2 separate regions of the Sus scrofa genome follow, and region 1 is linked to region 2. Evidence: chromatin contacts called from public HiChIP or PLAC-seq data. All regions are on one chromosome and are shown on one strand. Each heading gives the region's core, a stretch centred on a gene start, on an enhancer-like site or on the middle of the called end of the contact. The rest is flanking DNA. Distances are from core to core; before and after follow the strand shown.

Region 1 (3,847 bases), core at 330-2,829, 280 kb after region 2:
CTGCAAACACTTAGAGCTGAACTAAGACCTGAAATGAGGGTAGAGCAAGTCTGGGGTACACATATTTCTTGCTTGAGAAGTTTCTGAGTCACTGATTGAAATCTGCCATCCTAGTTGTTTTCTGAGACTACTGTTTGTTTCCATGAGTGTAGACATGGTTCCCTGTTTACAGATGCTTGTCTCTTTGTTTTTACATTCAAGGTGTGGGCACCCGAGATGTAAAAACACTATGTGGGGAGAAGAGAGAGGGAGCTGAATTCAAGGGCAATTTTATTTTTATGTTTTTATTTTATTTTATTTATTTATTTATTTATTTATTTTTTGTCTTTTTGCTATTTCTTGGGCCGCTCCCACGGCATATGGAGGTTCCCAGGCTAGGTGTCGAATCGGAGCTGTAGCCACCAGCCTACGCCAGAGCCACAGCAACGCGGGATCCGAGCCGCGTCTGCAACCTACACCACAGCTCACGGCAACGCCGGATCGTCAACCCACTGAGCAAGGGCAGGGACTGAACCCGCAACTTCATGGTTCCTAGTCGGATTCGTTAACCACTGCGCCACGACGGGAACTCCTATTTTTTTATTTAAAAAATTTTTGGCTATGCCCATGGCATGGGGAACATCCTAGGCCAGGGATCGAACCCACACCACAGCACCAGAGCCATAGCAGTAACAATGCCAGGTCCTTAACGTACTGAGCCACCCGGGAACTCCACAAGGGCAATTTTAAGACAAAGGAAAAAGCTCTTGAGTTGGGTAGAGCAGCCAAGGCTACTGTCTGATCAGCCAGGTGAGAAGGACCCAGTGGAGGCTAGAAAGAGCCTGGAGTGGGAGGCTGCTGCTGCCCCACCGGCTGAGGTACCTCAGGGAGACTTGGGAGATGAGGGCCTTAGTCTTCCAGTCTGAGAAGTGGAAGCTTCTCTCTCAAGACACCTTTCAACAAGTGGACCCTCCTCTCAACTGTTTATAAGTGGGTAGGGACCTGACATGGATAACACACTGGATTTCTTTAACTGCCTCTAAAATAAGCAGGAAATCTTGAATATTTTCCATATAACTCTTAATATGGAGGTTTTTCTTTTTCATGTGTTTACTTGTGTTCTCAGCCATGTGACTGGCTGCCAGGAAGGCAAACGATGGTAGCGCTGAGATGCTAGTGAGTATCATGTCAGAGCAGGCATTTCTCAGAAACCATGTGTGACCTCTTCAGTGAGCTGCTGGGACATCAGCCATGGTAGCCCTGGCACAGACACGGATGGACACAGCCATGCTTGGGATTCTGGTGACAGGAGAAACCTAACCTTTACGACTTGCACCATCCAGGGCTGGAGAGTGGATTCAGAATCTCTGTATCACCCGCAACACGCGGACAAATATCCACTTCCGGAAATAATCACTGAATAAAAAGATCACACATAAAAGGGGAACTTGAGCAAAGTACAACAAGCACAACCTCCTAAGTGAGTCACTGTCAATTTATACTCCGATGATTACAAAAAGTGAATCAAGCATTCAGATTTACTTTTGCTGTGCTGGTTGGCAATGTCTGGCAGGAAAAATGCATCGTCATTGTGCTCATTCAGAACAAGCGGCTGAAAGGAAGTACTGTGCACCGGGAGCAAAAACCAACGGCGGGAGAAGTGGGGCTGGTAAAAGATTAGGATGGCTTCCCGCAGGATGCGCTGAAACACATTTTTGTACTGAAACACACCCACTCAAACATCCGCCAGGCTACTTCTGGTATCCTCTGCCAAAACACCTCGGATCTGTCTACTTCATTTTGATTCTGATGGTATTTCCAAGAGGTAGACAAGGCGGGCAACAGCTGCGCTAAAAACAGTCTCATGGTCATTTGTGTTTAGGCTGATCTTACTTAGCTTAGGCTGTGTGACTTACTGGTTTATTGTGTAAATGCAACCACTGCTAGAAATAGTTCTCAACAGTCCTGAGGTAGTACTAGCATTCATATAGAGAGTGTGATTTTACAAAATGTTTTCATACACATCCACTGGCTCTGTGCCTCCACCCTTGCCCCCAGGGCAACACCCGTGGCATATGGGAGTTTCCAGGCTAGGGGTCTAATCGGAGCTACAGTTGCCAGCCTATACCGCAGTGACAGCAACATGGGATCAGGAGCCACGTCTGTGACCTACATCACAGCTCAGGCAATGATGGATCCTTGATTCACTGAGCAAGGCCAGGGATGGAACCCATGTCCTCATGGATACTAGTTGGATTGGTTCAGCTGTGCCACAACAAGAATTCCCTCTATGCTTGTCTTTTCATCTCAAAAATAGCACTGCTGTGGTGCTGGTTCGATCCCTGGCCTGAGAACTTTCCTGACACTATCAAAACACTCAATAATTGTAAATGAATGAATGGATGAATGCAGCATTGTAAAAAGAAGACTTAGAGATTGTTCCCTGCATTTTGGGGTTCAAAAATAGTATGAATTTCACTGTAATAGATTTTATCATCCATTCTTCCCCTTTAGGAAACAATACTGACAAAGTTACAGCATTTTGGGGACTGATGCTTTCTGCATATTTTTATTCATGATTTTTGACTCAACTTCATGAAGAAGTTACTACAGTACCAAGGATTATAGTGCCATCTAGTGACACTTCTAGTTATTGTGTCTAAAAGTGCATATGACAACATCTGCTCTAAGAGGTTCACCTAAAAGATTGGGTGTGCTGTGTGCAGTATGTGATCTTTGCCATTTTTCTGTCCAAGAAAACTTTTCTCAAAATTTCAGTATGTGATAAACCTTCTCATCCTCACTCATATTTCCCAGATGACATACTTACTGAGCCTATTCAGACTAGATTTTCAATAGTTTATATTTCAAAGAATGTGTTTATTTTTAAGACCTTTTGATTTTGAGATGAAACACTGATATATTTATTTTTAGGGATAAATGATATTAAATATATACACTGGCTATATGATATTGTTTTCAAAAACATTAAAATGTAAAAAAAATTTATAATCAAGAAAATTTATTAAAAATTTTTTATTACTCAATGAATTTACTACATTTATAGTTGTACAATGATCATCACAATCCAATTTTATAGGATTTCCATCCAACACCCCCAGGGCATCTCCCCACCCCACCTCCAACCTGTCTCCTTTGGAAACTAAGATTTTCAAAGTCTGTGAGTCAGCATCTGTTCTACAAAGAGGTTCATTGTATGCTTTTTTCAGATTCCACATGTAAGTGATAGCATTTGATGTTGGTGTCTCATTGTCTGACTGACTTTACTTAGCATGATAATTTCTAGGTCCATCCATGTTGCTAAAAATGCTGTTATTTCGTTCCTTTTAATGGCTGAGTAATATTCCATTGTGTATATATGTACCACATCTTCTTTATCCACTCCTCTGTCAATGGACATTTAGGTTGTTTCCATGTCTTGGCTATTGAAAATAGTGCTGCAATGAACACTGGAGTACATGTGTCTTTTTGAGTCATGGTTTTCTCTGGATAGATGCCCAGGAGTGGGATTGCTGGATCGAATGGTAATTCTATGTTTAGTTTTCTGAGGAATCTCCATACTATTTTCCACAGTGGTTGCACCAATTTACAATCCCACCAACAGTGTATTAGGGTTCCTTTTCTCCACACCCTCTCCAGCACTTACTGTTTGCAGACTTTTTGATGATGGCCATTCTGGCTGGTGTAAGATGGTACCTCATAGTGGTTTTGATTTGCATTTCTCTAAGAATGAGTGATGTTGAACATATTTTCATGTATTTTTTTGCCATTCATATGTTTTCTTTGGAGAATTGTCTGTTTAGATCTTCTGCTCATTTTTTGATGGAGTTGTTTGTTCTTTTGGTAT
Region 2 (3,805 bases), core at 1,164-3,663:
CAGATCCCTAACCCACTCACTGAGCAAGGCCAGGGGTTGAACCTGCAACCTCATGGATACTAGTCAGGTTCTTAACCTGCTGAGCCACAACAGGAACTCCAAAAAGGCAGGAACTCTGACATTCATGGCAGAATGTGTGCTGCTGCTCTCAAGTAAGGAAGGGACTAAGAGAAGGCACAGGTGGAGTTGTCCTGTGCACAGTGGGTTAAGGACCTGGCATTGCCACTGCTGTGGCTAAGGTCACTGCTGTGACATGGGTTCAATCCCTGCCCCAGAAACTTCCACGTGCCACAGGCTTGCCCAAAGAAAGAGAGAGAGGGGGTTCAATCCCTGCCCCATAAACTTCCACGTGCCACAGGCTTGCCCAAAGAAAGAGAGAGAGGGAGAAGCCACAGGGAGTGGTGTTTCAGGGTCAGGAGAGGAGCAAGCCGATGTCCCCTCCAGGAAGGAGGGTGGGCAGAGTGTGTACCAGGCCCCTGACACCAAGCAGGAATTCAAGTTTGCTCTGCATGTAACGTGGAATTTTATGGAGAGACTGTCCAAACCTCCCCCTAAGAAAACACAGAAAGAAGTTACAGCAACAAAAGCAAGAAGCCCATGAGAATGACTTTGCTGGCAGAAACTCCCAGTGGCTAGTTGACCCGGTTTCAGTTAATTATCTGTAGAATTCCAAATAACAGTTGGTCCACCCTGGGCGTTTTGATGTGTTATCAAGGAAAGGCTTTGAAGTCAGAGCTTTATGTTGCCTGCTTGGCTTCAGCACCGTTTTCCACAAACGGGTGGAAAAAACAAAATAAATTTTGTTCGAAAGCCAGAGAGCCAAGAGAACATTAGATAAGTTTAAAAACTATTTTCCTGCTAGAACCATCGCTGGGTTCTCCATTTTTCTAGTAACTATGGTTACTCCTGGGTAACCATATCCTGAAAAGGAGAGTAAGGAAAAATAAGGGCAGAAAGCAGCATGAGTGTCCTGGACTTTTTCCGGTCGCCTCTTCATCACTTGGCCTCCTGTGAATCCCTGGGGCTCACAGGGAGTGGCTGATGGGTACCAGAAGTCAGGCCTACTTCAACTGCTGCTTGAGCATCTCTTTGGCAGCTTATTGGCTGGGGGCTGTAGCAGCTTTGAAGGCTTGGGAGCATGCTGTGTGGTAACTGTGTTACAACATGTGTGCCCGGGCTCCGCCCCTCAACTGTGCCATGGGGGCGGGGCAGGGCGTAGCGGGGGTAGTGTTCCGCGCATGCGTTGTCCGTGCATCTGGAATGCGAGATTTTTTGACAAGCATGCTCTGTGGGATGTATGTTGGACAGTCTATCTATCTCGATTCAAATCAAACCTCAGATGGTGGTCCTTGTGAATGCTGCGCTCTGTACTTGCTATTTTCTATCAGCGGAATGAACTCAAGGCAGCTTCTACGGCAAGAGGGAATCCACTGCCAGAAATGAAATCTATTTCCTTTTCTTTAAAAATGATTCTGTTCTCGGTTATCCTAGAACTCTGAAAATGGCATTAATGGTTTAGGTAGGTTTTTCTTTTCTTTCTTTTTAAGCAAAGACAATTGCCCAAGTCATAAGAGGAAATCACCAAAGATTCCATATGCTACTTCTTCTGGAGGATTTTTTCATGCAGTTTTGTTCGGTTTCTTTTTCTGAAGCAGGGGTGCCCCCTTCAGCATTTTGCAGCTTCCAGTAAGCTTTTAAAATCAGCAGAAAGAAAAAAGCTACTGTAACACGTGAATGGTAAGGTTAAAAGTGAATGGCCCTTTCTCATTTTAAAGACAGAATGCACATCCGTACTTTATTTTGTAATGATGAAAAAAATATTTGTACGGGGAAAAATTTTAGATTTGAAAGAAAGCCTTGCAAAGCTTTGTTGATAACACTGATGAATTCTGGACTCTTATTTTATTTTGATAACCCCAGAGAATTGGCGTCAAGAGCAAACATCCAGACAGCAAACTGGGTAGGAGAGCAAGTTGGGGCAATGGCAAGAATTCCATGGAGTTCCCGTTGTGGCTCAGCAGAAACGAATCTGACTAGTATCCATGAGGACACAGGTTCAATCCCTGGCCTCGCTCAGTGGGTTAAGGATCTGGCATTGCCATGAGCTGTGGTTGCAGACATAGGTCGGATCTGGCGTGGCTGTGGTATAGACCAGAGGTTACAGCTCGGATTTGACCCCTAGCCTGGGAACCTCCATATGCAGCCCATGCAGCCCTAAAAAGAGACACACACACACACAAAGAATTCTGTGACAGTATCATCTAAATATTCCTCTGAAAATGGATTTTTCCTTCTTGAAATGGGAACAGAGAGAACAGGAAGGGGTGCCGTGTTTCTACAAGTAGGACTGACATAGCAGACTATCCAGGCAAGAAGAGAAGGAAAGTTGCAGAAGAGCTGAGTCACACCCGAGTCAGCCGTGCTCTGACCCCTGGTGGGCAGCTACTCTGAGGCAGGGAGTCTGCAACACTGGAGGCTAAGGACAGGCCTTGGCAACTGCTAACTGCTGTGTTCTGTGAAGAGTCTTGCCTCAAAGGCCATTTGTTTATCCCTTGTAGGTGGGTGACAATCTGAAATTTCAAAATGATGTCAAATTCTTTTGAAAGCCTATATGAGAGAAAGAATTCTGGCTTCTTTGGAAAGCTTCCATGTCTTTAAAAATGGGAACTGGAGTTCCCGCTGTGGTGCAGTAGGTTAAGAACCCAATGTTGCTGTAGGTGTGGCTCGGATTCGATCCAGGGAATTTCCATAGGCAGTGGGGAAAAAAAGTACAAACTTCTAGTTATAAGATAAATAAGTACTAAGGGGAGTTCCTGTCATGGCGCAGTGGTTAATGAATCCAACTAGGAACCATGAGGTTGCCGGTTCGATCCCTGCCCTTGCTCAGTGGGTTAAGATCCAGCGTTGCCGTGAGCTGTGGTGTAGGTTGCAGCGCGCTTGGCCCCACTGCTGGGCTCCTGGGTGGCAGGGCAAGCTGATGGATCCCGTCAGCCTGGCGAATCGCTCCATAGGTGCGGGGGGCTGCTCAGGAAGATCCGGCAGACTTGTATAGACCTCGATCCAGGTTGCTGTGGCTTGTGTGGCCGTGGCTACAGCTCCGATTGGACCCCTAGCCTGGGAACCTCCATATGCTGCAGGAGGGGCCCAAGAAATAGCAAAAAGACAAAATAATAATAATAATAATAAGTACTAGAGATATAATATCTAACATGATAAATACAATTAACACTGCTGTGTGTTATAGATGAAAATTGTTAAGAGTAAACCCCAGGAGTTCTCATCGCAAGGGAAAATTTTTTTTTCTTTTATTTTCTAATTCTGTGAGATGATGGATGTTCATGACACTGGGCCAGCCAGGCAGGAGATTGAACCCTTGCTTCCACAGAGACCCCAGCTGCTGCAGTCGGATTCTTAACCTTCTGCGCCACGGTGGAACTCCAGTACCTTTTGATTACTTCATCCAGTCCCCCTCCCCCCACCTCCTACTGTCTGTCCCTCCACCCCCCTGCCTCGGGTAAGCACAAATCTGATCATCCTTTTCTACCAGCTTGTTTGTTGGTTTCTGAAGTGTAATTGACCTGCCACACAATGTTTGTTCCTGGTGCACAACAGAGTGATTCAGTAGTTCTATACATTACAAAACAGTCACCACTCGATACTTTTAAAGTGTCTTATTTTTTCATGATAATGGTCATCAGCCACAGTCCCCATGGAGCAGAGCCCTTAGGACTGTTGTCACACCCAAGGTGATGTTTCCTCTGGCCTCAAGGCCTCACACCCAGCAATGGAAGGACTCCTTGAGAAT

What was found. HiChIP or PLAC-seq counts read pairs in DNA pulled down with a chosen protein or histone mark.
Region 1: an H3K27ac HiChIP or PLAC-seq map of alveolar macrophages shows a contact between it and region 2. The contact joins two enhancer-like sites. A contact is called at or near these places in 13 of 47 Hi-C or Micro-C datasets (brain, embryonic fibroblasts, epiblast stem cells and 5 more) and 1 of 2 datasets of contacts at active chromatin or transcription factors (alveolar macrophages).

What each region holds. Positions count from the first base shown.
Region 1 is chr6:103,377,637-103,381,483 of Sscrofa11.1, forward strand. No RefSeq gene overlaps it. Among named protein-coding and RNA genes, the nearest start is that of MRLC2, 30 kb to the right of the region's middle. Within about 2 kb of position 1,580, at least 14 of the 83 cell types and tissues checked have an H3K27ac peak or open chromatin away from gene starts, as enhancers often do. A contact at or near this core is called in alveolar macrophages and embryonic fibroblasts, where this site is marked.
Region 2 is chr6:103,092,203-103,096,007 of Sscrofa11.1, forward strand. All of the region lies in intron 7 of DLGAP1 (disks large-associated protein 1), which reads left to right. Among named protein-coding and RNA genes, the nearest start is that of TGIF1, 140 kb to the right of the region's middle. Within about 2 kb of position 2,414, at least 9 of the 83 cell types and tissues checked have an H3K27ac peak or open chromatin away from gene starts, as enhancers often do. A contact at or near this core is called in alveolar macrophages and embryonic fibroblasts, where this site is marked.